Regions from separate parts of the Sus scrofa genome. Here region 2 is linked to region 1. Evidence: chromatin contacts called from public Hi-C data. All regions are on one chromosome and are shown on one strand. Each heading gives the region's core, a stretch centred on a gene start, on an enhancer-like site or on the middle of the called end of the contact. The rest is flanking DNA. Distances are from core to core; before and after follow the strand shown. Region 1 holds the start of EPC1 (enhancer of polycomb homolog 1). Region 2 holds the start of VIM (vimentin).

Region 1 (6,850 bases), core at 1,240-3,739:
TTCCCTTTCTCTCAACATGCTGCATGGCCATGGGCCTCATTTTACTTCCTGGAACACTCCAAGCTCCATTCAGTCTCAGGGCCTTTGCACATGCTATAAGCAGTTCCTTGTCTGTTATTTCTCTTGTATTTTTCAAGTCAGGCTCCTACTCATCCTCCAAGTCTAGCCTTAATTCCATGTGCTTAGAAACAACTTTCCTTACCACCTTATCTATGTGTTTCCCCTCTCTGTTATTCTGAAAGATTTTGCTGTTTATTTCTTAGTAGCAATTACAATTTGCAATTATGTATTTGTTTACTGACTTGTTTCTCTCTTTCCACTAGACTGTGAGTTTCATGAAGGAGATAAACTTCCTGCTTGTCCAGCACCCAGCTACTCTATAAACTCTCAAGAACTATTGGAATAAACCTGAAATTATTTATCCTGTGTCTTTTGGTGATATTTTTTTCCAAAATATCTCACCTTACATTTTATCTTTACCAAAATGAATGTTGTTCACATCATGTATTTCATGACTACTGTCTCAAAATATCTGAAGAAAATTCTGCTGTAGGGAAGTATGTAACTAGAAATATGCCTATTGTGGAAAATGCACAGAATAGCCTAATCTATAGGTTATAAAAGTATATATATTCATGTACATCCATATACACATATGAATGTACATATATAATTACCTATGTATAATTGTGTGTGTGTGTGTGTGTGTGTGTGTATACACATACGAATCCATGTGTATATTTAAGGGTGGGTTGAAGGGATGGGAGAGAAAAGGACAGAGCTCAGGTGATGGAAAGACAAAATAGTACATAGTGAAATTGGCCCCTAGCAACTTTTTTCTGTTGGAAGGAAAACTGCTTAAAATTTTCTTTTCTTGGGAATTTTAGTCTATTCTCTTCATTAGAGGACTTCTTAAGGATGTTTTCCTGATTATAATCACATAAATGTTATTGAAATTTACTCTCATCCGGTAACTACTGATGAGATTACAAAATAAAAAAAAAATAGTTCACTCTCAAAAATGTCCAGATTTAGACAATAAATTAGTCCCCCAACCATAGTTCTTCTAAGAATGTTACCTATTAAATGCTAGGCAGAGATAGAAATACCAGAAGGGGTGTGTGTGTGTGTGTGTGTGTGTGTGTGTGTGTGTGTGTGTGTGTGTGTGTAGGGGTGGGGGAGGGGTCCATAGAAGGCAAATACTTGCCCACTCCTTTCTTTGGCCAGTTCCTTTGAACCCCTTTTTACCCCTGGCTCCCTAGAAGTGTGGCTGGCCAACAAGTTTATACCGAATGTGTTCTATTAACACACCCATGCGGAATTTGACACATTTTGATATTTGCTGATTGGGTGGCTTTACATTTACAATCAACTACACTGCTGCATTCATTTCACATTGATTCTTTTTTTTTTTTTTTTTAAGTTTTCGACTTCATTTTTATTTGAAAGCCCAGCTGCAACCACCAAATACCTGACTCAGCTCCCAACTAGACACACAGCATCAAATTTCCCAGCCCACTTAATTTGAAAGCCTGCCAAGATAGGTGAAAGACCTTATAAATATGTAAAGCAGGAAGTTCAAATTACAGTCAAGTAAATCTCTAGTGATTGATATTCTTTCCAAAACAATTTTTTAAAAAGACTAATAAAAAAGCAGCACATTTCTAAGAAATCCCTCCCCCCCTTACCAAAAGCTTCACCGACTTCAGCCTGGACAATGTACTTTTAGTACTGTATTTATTTTGGATTTTTACCACTTCCTGGAGGCCGGGAGGAGCCACAGTGGGAGGATCCAAAAAAATTCAGTACCACAGCCATTTTGTTTGTAAGGCTGAGTGGTAGAAATCTGTCAGCCAGTAAAGGTTTCTGAAACAATTTTTAAGAAGGGGGGTGGGGGGAAAAAAGGATGCCTATTGTTTTTTGAGTGTAACGGTTAAAATCATTATTTTATTTGTATTTCCTGCACCAACGGCAGTTGTTACGGCTAACCAATTCTTTTTTTTTTTTTTTTTAAAGGAGTTTTTTTTTTTTTTAAGCTCCCTGAGCTGAAAACGGTGTGAATTTTGTGCATGGCTTTTCCGGGTACCTTCAGGCTATCCAATCAAATATGTTTCGATAGAATTCATTTTTCAACGGCCACATTTGTATCCAAATTAGACATCGACGTTTGTGAATGACAATCTGCTTAAGAAGAGCGTGCTAGTTAGTCCCTAAAAACCCATAAGCAAGAAAGAAGCGTGTTCCCTAGGCCATCAAAGGGGCCTTTTTGCGAGCTCGCAGGCAGTCGTGGGCGCTATTGTTTTGCAGTGTCACTTCAGAGCGAGCTCAGACTTTGTCATTTGGGTGGCTGTGTTTTTAAAAGCCCAGTGTAAAATGGCACTCACACTGCATTTTTTTCCGAGCTGCAGGAGGCGGGGGCAGCGGGGGGATAGTGCAGACTGTGGGGACGCTGGCCTCCCAGCCAATCAGAGCCCGCCTGCTCGCCATCGCAAAGTTGTTAACCCCAGAGTCTTCTGGCTGCCGCTGCCTCCTCTGCTTTGAATCTTCCGTGGATATTTCTCCGATTTTTCCCAAACGCCCACAGATCTTGGGGAAGCCACCCCATTCAGCCATCGACCATGGAAGAAAGTCTGACTTTTTCTTTCCCAAATATTTTAAAAGATGTTGGAAGCTCCATATGCTGCCTGGAGGCTGTTGTTTCTAGAGACACAAGTATCCAGCCTATATTGTTACAATGCTTTTTCCAGGACTGGCTTCTTCTTTGCCTCCACGAATGGTAAGTTTGTAATTTTAAACATTTTTGTCCTTACGTCTTGGAAGGAGCCACTCAGATTTTTAAGAAAGGATTTTCATTGTGTTTCTTCTCACAAAAGCAATCTTTGTATTTTTTCTTTAGCTTTGATCTCTGCACATTTCCACCTAATCTTGTCTGGTTAAATTTTACTGAAAGAAAGAAATTGGTTTTTTGTTTTTTGTTTTTTCAGCCTGTGATTCAAGCTAAATATTTCTAATATAAATTATACTTTAATTATTGCGAGCTAAGGGGAACTCAGCTATTTCAAGATGGACTTGTTTTGTGCCAGCAATGTTGGTGATGCCAAATATGTGCATATCCTCTTTATAAAAATTATGTATTACCTAATTTGTCCAGGACTAAATGATCAGCAGGCAAACTAGGGATGTAGTTTGGTTTTGTGTTGTTTTAAATAGGCCTATTGTGGTTTTCTTGATGGATTACTTGGATACAAACTACAGAAAAGCTGCCCTTGGTATAATGAAGGTGGAGATTGACATAACCGGGTTTATATTAAGTTATGGCTGTTACTAAATAGTGGATCTTTTATTTGCTGATCAGATCTAAACTTGGGTTCCATGATAGTCATTCTCTGTAGCCCCTCATTAGGTAATCTTTGCAGATCCTGTTTTTCTCCAAAAAAGGTACATTGGGGAGACATTTTGTAATTTTTGGCATTTTTCTAAAATTTTTTTTTTTTCTTTTTGCCCACGGTGGGAGATCTTTTTTGTTTTGCATTGATCTGTGTTGGTGGCGCTGTAGCTCTCCTCAACAATTTATGTCAGTTTCACTAAAAGAAAAAAGGAGGAAAAAAAAAAGAGGTGGGGCAAGATTTGATCTATTATCTTCTCCCTTTATTTCCTTAAAGAAAGTTCGATTTGGTGCGAGGAAATTATTCAGTTTGTGTTATTTTAATGTTTTCTGCGAACTGTGAACTGTGAGTGAGAACAGACATGTCGTCACAACCCGTCCAGGAGCAGCAGGGACGGGCATGCAGTTTGCAGTTGTGTTTTATCTGATCTGATTATCTCTAGATCAAAATTTCTTCCATAATAAGCTGTCAGTTTACTCTCTCTTTCCTCAGAAACGTCTTGCATTTTCCTTCTCTCACAATACCATCCGTGCTTATGTCTTCTTTCTAACAAAATGTTGGAGTTTTAGTTCACTGAACATTGTAAAAGTTGAATTTCATTTTGAACCTAGGGATTTCTTAAATAAGTATTCTAAGTTTCTCCTGGGAATTTTCTAGGTAATAATGCCTACATTGTTGTTTGTTTTATTTCAAAGTGATATTTTGGTTGAATTTATGTGTTTCCTTGTTTGAAAAGAGCAAGTATTTTTGAATGAGATAATTTTTTTAAGAATCTGTGTACCACTGCTTTTAAATTTAAAGATATTGGTATTCATGTATTTAAATGCAGGGTAAATCTTTTCCATCTTTGTTCTTATTGGGAGTTATCTGATTAGAGAATATGGGATTTAGGCCCAAAGCCTCCCAAGAACAAAAATGTACATTATGATATGACATAGTTTTTACTGGTCCTTAGTTATTTATGGAGATAATAAATATGTCCTTAATTGAAAAAGAAAGTAGTAGAGATCAGTGATTGTACCTAAATATTTTGCCAAATAAAACAAAAACAACTGAAATAGTATCCCAGACAACCTTTTCATATGATTGAATACATTATTTCTTGAGAGAGTAAAAAATTTCTGGAGTTAATATAGTAAGTGTTTTTACTCACTTTGAAATATGTAAATGCTCATTTCACTAATCATTTAAAATGTTGACATAAAAGAATGTGTGAAAATACCTAGGAATAGTATTTCTGATTTTGGTGTCCCTATAATTTCTTTATCTGTGTAGGACCCTTGAACTTCAACAACAATTGTGTATTATGCCTATATTTTGTTTATACTTGGCTATAAAAATTTGAGACTGTTCACTGTAACATTTTATCTCCTCATAAAATTTCAATGCCCCCATCAAGCCTAGTTTTGGCATTATAGATTATTTCTACACTAAAATACTGCAGGTGTAAATACATGATCTAACCCTCTGTGCTGGAGAGTTGAGTTCTCTGAAGTTAATCTACTGAATAAAATATACTTTATTGCTAAAATATTCTGTTATTCAGCTGGTGATTTTTTTTTTGCATTTTAATTGGTGAAAACTAAAAATGTTTGTATAATGTAGCCCCCCTTTTAAAAACAAACTGATGCTGTGAAGTCCGTATGTAGCTATGCAATGTTCTTTGTTCTCCTACATCATCGACTATTACATCATTGATTATGAGTAATCATTATAGTTACATCTTCACTTTTCGAAATCATCCATAGATATTTATGTTAAAGATATTCTTCTCTGTGTGATTCTTATATCCCTAAAGGAGGAGGTTTAAAATCTGCGAGGCAAAAACCAATTCATTGTTTTATATTATTCTCCATTTTTAAATCCACCTTGTGCTTCATTTTAGCTCTTGATTCTTTGGACGTTAATTTTTTTCCAAATTGGCAACATTTTGTAGGTGTTTAGTTCATGAGTTTGGTGAGATTATGATTAGAATTATTATAATAAACTATGTTTTATCATGAAAAAAATCTGTATTTATTAAATGTAGTATATAGAGAACTAACTCAGTTTTCCATAGTGACAGTTGCTAGATCATGGACAATAAAATTTTTTTTTTTAATCTTGAAATGTCATTTTAGACAACGATTACATATTTTTTTCTTGCACACCTTTTTTATCAGAGATAGTAGCAAGTAGCAAAATTGACTGTGTTAAAATATCGTTATCATTTTTTTCATCCTGCCCATCCCTCTGATGGAGGGGAGGGGTCAATGAGTAGTGAAATGGCCAAAAAAAAAAAAAAAACAGTTTACAGAAAGAAGAAATAAATGATGTCAATGACATGGAGAATCTGTAAATCAAATTTCAAACAATAAACCTCAGAAAAATGAACTTGAAATTATGAGCTTAATCAATAACGGAAATAAACTGAAATTTTTATGTAGACTTAATGTAGTGAGCCAATATAATTTCCTAGTTTATTAATTTGTATTCATTAGTATTGCTCAAGATTGGGGAAATTTTCAGGTTAGTCGACGTATTGGGAAAGATCCAGTAACAAAGAGAAGAAACACAGCGATGGTAAGATGACGTATCATGAAATGCTGGAAATATTAGCCAGGACCAATTTAGTAGACCTTGGAGTAAACTTTTTAGAAGAAGGAAAAATAGCTTAAAATTTTATCCTCTGAACACCAAATTCAATACAGACCTGACATTGTATGGTTCTATTTCCACCTTTTTGTGTATACTTACCTGTACTGTTTCTTGGACCAATCATTACATGTTTTGCGAAGGAAGAGATGGGGAAAGAGAGTAAGAAACCAAATGGGTGTTTTGCGGTTTTTTTTTTTTTTTTTTCTTCTTCTTATCTCTCCAAAAAGATTCTTAAATGGAGGCTCTAAGGGGAAAGTAAAGCAAAGATAATGATTTAAGAATAAGATGAGGAGTTCCCGTCATGGTGCAGCGGAAATGAATCTGGCTAAGAACCTTGAGGTTGCGGGTTCAATCCCTGGCCTCGCTCAGCGGGTTTAGGATCTGGTGTTGCTGTGAACTGTGGTATAGGTCCCAGAGGTGTTGCTGTGGCTGTGGTGTAGGCCAGCAGCTATAGCTCAGGTTCGACCCCTAGCCTGGGAACCTCCATATGCCTCGGGTGCGGCCCTTAAAAAAAAAGAATGAAAGAAAGAAAAAGATGAAAGGAGTGTTCTTTATACTTGATTTATTCAACATTTATTTTTACTTGGGGGTTTGTTTGTTCTAAATTTCCCTCCTATTATATACAATTATGCAAAAATGCTAGGATACAAAATTAAGAAAAAGAGACAAGTATCCCTGCTCTCATGGAGTTTACAGTCCAATGTGGTTCAACATTTTGTTGTTGTTGTTGTCTTTCTGTCTTTTCTAGGGCCGCACCTGTGGCATGTGGAAGTTCCCAGGCTAGGGATCTAATCAGAGCTATAGATGCTGGCCACGGCCACAGCAAC
Region 2 (6,752 bases), core at 238-2,737, 570 kb before region 1:
GAACTCGGTGTTGATGGCGTCGGCCAGCGAGAAGTCCACCGCGTCCTGCAGCAGCCGCACGCCGGGCACACTGCTCCGCAGGCGCACGGCCGAGGAGCGCGTGGCGTACACGCCGCCCGGGGACGAGGTGTAGAGGCTGCGGCTGGTGCTGGGACGCAGCGCGCTGCCCAGGCTGTAGGTACGGGTGGACGTGGTCACGTAGCTCCGGCTGGAGCTCGGCCGGCTAGCGGTGCCAGGGCCGCCGAACATTCTGCGGTAGGAGGACGAGGACACGGTCCTGGTGGACATGGCTGCAGAGGTGGCAGTGGGCTGGGCGGCTGCGGTGGCGCGGACTGGCTCCGGGAGGAGAGGCGAGCGAGGGAGCGGTGGGTGTGGGCAAAGGGAGCGCTGCTGCGTCTCTGGCGCGGGGACCCCGGAGCAAGAGTGGCAGAGGACGGGACCCCGCCGAGGGCGCAGTTTTTATAACCGCCTTAGGATGGAGCGTTCCCTCCCACTGCCATCCCGGCGGCGGAGTGCGCCAGCCAATGGGGACCCGGCGAGAGGCGGGAAGGCTGGCCTGGGGTTTGGGGCGGGGGAGCCCGGGAGCCTCCCTCCTCCCCCCTCCTCCGCAACCGGGACTATGCTCAGTCCCCCAGTAACTTGGAGGCTGAACTGGAACTTTTGGGGCTTTCCTGAGGATGGCCTGAGGTGTGCTCACCTCTGGGTGATGAAAAAGGCTGGGTCCCGCGGTGATGGGGGAGCCCTCCCTAGACTGAACCACAAGGGTCCCGGGCACCCAGCCAGCTAGGGAGGCGTAGGAGGAAGCGTGCGGGTGGGAGGGGCGCGCGGCCCCTTGGCTGCGGTCGCCTGGAAGCGCGAGGGTGGGGGGGCCCCGCGGGTAAAGGAGCCGGAAGAGAGGAGTGAGGGATCCAGCAGATCGGAAGGCGTGGAGAAAGAAACAAAGAGGGCCTGAGATTGGAGCGCGAGGTGGGGGCGCGCACAGCCCGGGGCGCAGGGCTCTGGGCTCTGCGCAGCCTTGCGCACGCCTGCTTGGACAGCGGGACCAATCCGGCCCCAACTTTCCTCGTCCTCCTGTAGTAGGAGTTCCTGTTCAGGGACCTAACCGGCTGGGCCCGGCTTTGGACAAGGAGCTGCAAGGAAGTGGCCAAGGAAAGCCCAGGGGAGATGGGTGGGGTCGCTGAGTCACCACTGGCAGTGAGTCACTGCGCTCTGCTGTCCCGCCACCGAGGTTGAGGAGTCCTAGCGGTTCAGGAAAACCGTTAGACGAGATTGACTTTCGTCTCCCCGGGCCACTGTGCGAGTACTGTTGGTTCTAAGTTTTACCCAACTTCGAGCTGGGCTCTGCTTTCTTATGTGCCGTTCGCTGGTTTGGAGTCTAGAGCGCTCCTAAATTCTTAGGAACGCGCCCAATCCAGATTTTGCTCCAATATGCTGGCTTCTCTTTAGTAAGAAACTTCCGCGGAGGCTCTGTAACCGCCAAACGCCGGTCTCCGGCCTCACAAAGGCACTTGGGGAGGGTTTTTCTTGCAAAGTTTCCTCCCGCCTCCCCTCCGGTCTCCTCTCCGCCTTCCTCCACCCCCTCCCCCCGTAAAACCGCACCCGACTTTTAACAAGATCTGAACGTTTCTGGGTGAAAGAGGAAACTCTGTAGTTGCAAAATCCAATTGAGTGATCACTGCTTTTTCTGCTGTAGTGAGAGACATTAAAGATATAATCTACACCAATTATAGAATTAAGTAGATGTTGCTTTAAATGTTTAATTTGATTAATAAAAGGCAGTTATGTAACTCAAGGGACTGAATGTTTGAGACTAGATTTATGTGTTCATTTTAGTTCACGCATGATGCACAGCGCAGGATTCTGGTGACTTGTCTGAGAAATGTCACAGGTCCCTTAGCCTATTTTCCAGAAGAATTCCTGCAATTCATCTTGGAGTGAGGGGGATAAAGCTGTCTACAGAAGGAGAAAACTTTTGGTCCAGGGCACAAGGGCGTGTTCAGATTCCAACCTGAAAATCTTTCTAGGTAAATCACTCAACTGAAGGGGTTTTGTTGGGAATGAGTAAAGCGCAGAACAGAGAAGAGAGTCTGTCAGTGATTTCGTAGCAATTTAAAAATCACAGGTTTTCGTCGTTATTGTTGTGGTGTTTCAGTGTTTAGAAGAGTTGAGTATTGAACGGATTAACTCCAAAATCACTGCAAAAGTAGAAACATCTTGATTCAGTGGTGGATGTGGAGGGAGATAAAATTCTTCCCTCTGCTTTTGTGTTTTTGTTTTGGAAAGGGGGGCCCTGAAGGTTGCCTGGCATTTAAGAAAAAATAGTTCAGAACCAAATGAAGGGTTTATTTTCACTTCTTTGTACAAGCCTCTTTTAGGCAGTGTTTTGTTTACCTCCTTTCAGTTCGTTCTGGCCGGTGGGGCTGCCAAGGTCGCGCTGCAGGACCCCTTGCTGTACCGCTCCCCCGCTGTGGATTGCCTTAATTCTCTCCCCGCTCTGCGGGTCCCTCCCGAGGCGCATTCCTGGGGTGTGGCGTCCTAGCGGGCCCACTTATGCTCTGAGAGCCCTTTATGCGAGCTCCGCTCTGCAAATGTCACTATTGTGAGTTTGCCTGGAACCCTTCGGATGAGAAAAAGCCGTTTCCCTCTGGGGAAAGGGAGGGTGGACCTTCCTCCCACCTAAAATGCTGATCCCAGGACAATGCGCTGGTGCTGTCAGGGGACGCTTGCTGACTGAGTCACCACGGGGAAATGAGGGCAAGGCTCTGGTGCGGTGTGGCAGGGTGCCCTGTTGGTGACCAAAGCACATTCCTCAGGTCTGTGGGTGACTCCCTCTGGGGGGGACGCTGGGGCCTCATCATCATCTCGGGGGGTATCCCTTCTCCTTTGCAACCTGTCCCCAAGCTGTATCCTTAGGATGGGTGTGTGTGTGCTTGCTGTCTCAGCTCAGGCTGCTACAACAAATTGCCATAGGCTGGGTGGCTTAAGCACCAAACATTTATTTCTCCCAGCTGTGGGGGCAGGAAGTCCAAGATCAAGGTGCCAGCTGACCTGGGGTCTGCTGAGAGTCTGTTTGGTAGTTTGCAGGTGGCCACCTTTTGCTGTGTCCTCATGTGGCAAAAAAGAGGGCAAAAGCTCTGATCACTTCCTTTTCTTATAAGGACACTAATCCTGTCCTAAGGGCCCCACCCTCATGACCTCAACTAAAACCTAATTACCTTCCAAAGGCCCCACCTATAAGTGTCAGCATATTGGAGATTAGGGCTCTAATGTATAGATTGTAGGGATAGACACCAGCATTCAATCCGTAGTACTTGCCATACAGCGCGCACATGCACACACACACACACACACACACACACACATGCACACACATGAACATACACCCGAGAACATACACACACACGAACATGCACACACAACACGTACATGCACAGACACAAAGATATGCAGATCTGGTGTGTCTTTTCCTATTAGAAACTGTCATAGCTTGGGGTAGACTGTAGCGCATAGAAAAGTGAAGGTTACAAAAACACATTTACTCATTCATGTAGAATGCATGAGACTTTGGAAAGAATTTGTTTCATTCTGATACATTAGGCACTGCCCAGCTGGGTGCCTCAACCAAGAGAGGTTAGTCATCAATGAACAAAATCAATACATCTGAACTCCCATCCTTGAGCAGCCCTGCTCTCTGCGTGCCACATGTTCTTAGCTACCTTTTGGAAATAAACATAGACAGAGCTTTCTTGGTTTTCATATTTATTTTTTGATCGCTGTGAAAACCTATCTCTGGAGTATTTTTGAACGCTGGGCTCTGAAGCATCTTTAAGCACCACATGCTGCAAGTTGTGTATAAATAAGGACACGGTGTGACCATTTGTAGGCCAGGCGTAAACATTACCAAATCTAAAGTACTAACAGTGATTTTGGAATTTGCAAGCTGTGGTGATGTCAGTTGAATTGGGCGATTGGAACTGACGGACCAGCCAGCCATGTGGAGAGGGGCTTAGTGGCCTGTGGAGGCTTTAGGGGAGCTGGCTGGCAAGAGGTTGTGCCAAGAGGACAGCTTCTAGCTGGATCGCCTGGATGGAATGTTAGCAATGAGAAGGTGGATAAAGTGAGAGTGTGAAAGTCACGGTAAAATCTGAAAACTGTGATATAAAAGATGATCATGATCAGTAATACAGCAAGTGCTTGAATTTTTGTGCCTACTGGATGAATGACATGAATTTTGTATTTTTTTTTTTTTTTTTTTTTTTTTTTTTTTTTTAGGGCTGCACCTTTGGCATGTGGAAATTCCCAGGTTAGGGGTCAAATCAGAGCTACACTGCAGCCATGGTTACATGGGATCTGAGCATCATCTAAGACCTATACTGGAACTTGTAGCACCTCTGAATCCTTAACTCACTGAGTGAGGCCAGGGACCAAACCTGCATCCTCATGGATACCGGCTGGGTTCTTAACCCAATGAGCCTTAGTGGGAACTCCTGTATATATTTATTGTAACTGCATGAGAGGCTGGCCTCCTGCGAGATAGTTTAGATCATCTCTTTTAAAGACTAGGCAATTGAGACACAGGCCAAAAATCTGCTTGTGACCATATAATCATCAGTGGAGGGACGAAGGGGGCAAGCATTTGACCTGAGCCCTTTTGATTCCAAATATACCTGAAATTTTGCTTGCTATTCACCAGTATAATTCAAAAATATTATTGAGGGGCAAACTGTGATTTAGGAGCTGAAGAGATAGGGTAACTAGGCAGATTACATTATGAAGGTGCAGACTCCTAAAGGAATTTGACAAATACTTGAGAGTATCATGTTTTATGTCACTCAAATGATGTAACAGTGATGCATAATAGATAAGAGGAGAGTTTGGTTTTCACATAACTCTAAAGCCTTACTTTGAGAATTCAAGAATTTCCACCTAGATTCCTTTCTGCCCTTTCAAAGGCATCCTATCCAAAGTCCTATTGGAAGTTGGGCTCAGCTCATCTCACACCCTAAAACCCCACCAACCATAGCAGCTTCCCCTCCTCACTTCCCTGTCTATTTAAGGTAACTTAGCCAACTATCAAGATTGGAAACTTTCATCATTTTTGCCACTTCCTTACCCTTGGATTGCTCAGACCCCATGGGTGTCCTGTCCATTGCTTTCTGCACCCACTCATCTGTTATGTTGCTGTGACTCACCTCGAAGCCATTTTCTGCCCCATCCGTGCAGTATTGCATTTGGCTTCCCTTCCTCCAGGCTCTGCTTACCCCCACCAATGTGTCTGACTTTCAGCCTAAACCTCTTTTTCCTTAGTAATTGCATGCCTAAAACTCCCTAAAGATCCAAAGTGGATCCCTCATTCCCTTGTTAGCTCCAGGAGGGTAGAGACTTTTCTCTTTCATTCCCTGTCCTATCTCCAGTGCCTACAGAGAAACCTAGCACATTTGCAGAATGTATGAACTACTGCATGAGTAGTTCATAAAAGGGGGAGGGAGGGAGGAAGGAAGGGAAGGTGGGAAGGAAGAAAGAAGGTAAGAAGGAAGGAAGAAAAGGAGGGCAGGAAAGAGGAGGCTAATATTTACTAGTGTCTATTCTGTTCAAGCCGTGTGCTAGTCATTTTACCCATTTGACGTCCTCTAATCTTTACAGCATCTTATGATGCACAGCTTTCATTAACTCACTCAAAACACGTGTATCAAATGTTTACCATGTTCCAGACACTCTGCTGACAGTGGGGAACCACGAATAAGGCAGGTATAATCCATGTACTCTTGGGACCTAGGGCTGAGTCTGTGTTTGACTGTGTGTGGTACAGAGGGATAGTACCTATGTAAAGGGACAAACCAAACAATTAAAATTTGTAATAAAGATGATGAAGGCAAGAGAAATTTTGCTTTAGAGGAAGTTGGGGGTCACATCACAACAGTGGCTTTTGAAAGCCAGGCTAAATATGGCTAGCCCTTCTCAGTCTCTGTTGCTCCCCACTGGACAGCAGTTTCATTGGGTCCCTAAGCTCCTCACTGTCCCAGTGAATATGCTTGTTTGCCCCACCTTCCTGTCTTTCTTCATAGTCCATTCAATGGACAGATGTACCTGTTTTCTACACTGCCTGCAATGCTTTCTAGTATGTCCAGATGAGTTAAGAAACTTTTCATGCCTCTAGGGAGCTCATAGCCTTGAAAAGGATTAGGAACCATGTAAAAAGGCTGTCATGCATAGCAGAGTGGGGTGAGTGGGTGCTCTGCTGGAGATGTGAAGGAAATGCCGAGGGGTTTAGATGGAGAAATGCTCATGCCCACTGTGGGAGGGGGAAAGATGAGAAAATGTGTTCAGCGAAGGTGGTATTTGAGGAATTTGGAGGAGTGAGTACCATTTCTGCAGCTTATCATGGCAGAGAAAGGATGCTCAAAGTTGATGAGACAGTATAAGCAAGAATAGTACAGGTATAGGAGTTCTGGGACATTTAAGTTATAGCAAGAATTCCAGTGTGGCTGATTATGGATCAGTTACAGGGGAGAAAGGAAATTGAAAGCTAATATGGGAGCTTGCGTTGGAGGACTAAATGCTAGGGAGAGGAGTTTATAATTAATGTGGTGGGCAGTGGGAATTCACTGCAATTTTCGATGAGGAGAAAGACAGGCTTGTAGCTGTGTTTTAGGAAGATTGTTCTAGCATGTTGGGGAGGATGAATTGGGAACACTGATCTGAAAGCTCTTTGCCACAGATCATGTGAATGAATGGCTTTAAAAGCCTGATCT

What was found. A called contact is a pair of places that touch in the nucleus more often than the background predicts.
Region 2: a contact with region 1 is called in a Hi-C map of heart right ventricle, with 3 times the contacts expected there. The contact joins the promoter of VIM here to the promoter of EPC1 in region 1. A contact is called at or near these places in 1 of 47 Hi-C or Micro-C datasets (heart right ventricle) and 1 of 2 datasets of contacts at active chromatin or transcription factors (alveolar macrophages).

What each region holds. Positions count from the first base shown.
Region 1 is chr10:42,942,498-42,949,347 of Sscrofa11.1, reverse strand. It overlaps EPC1 (enhancer of polycomb homolog 1), which reads left to right and starts at 2,489. Exons shown (of 14, transcript XM_021064807.1): 1 at 2,489-2,776. The coding sequence starts at 2,735. LOC106505154 (a long non-coding RNA gene) reads right to left here and starts at 2,358. Exons shown (of 3, transcript XR_001299281.2): 1 at 1,689-2,358.
Region 2 is chr10:43,511,176-43,517,927 of Sscrofa11.1, reverse strand. It overlaps VIM (vimentin), which reads right to left and starts at 1,487. Exons shown (of 8, transcript XM_005668107.3): 1 at 1-1,487. The coding sequence starts at 288.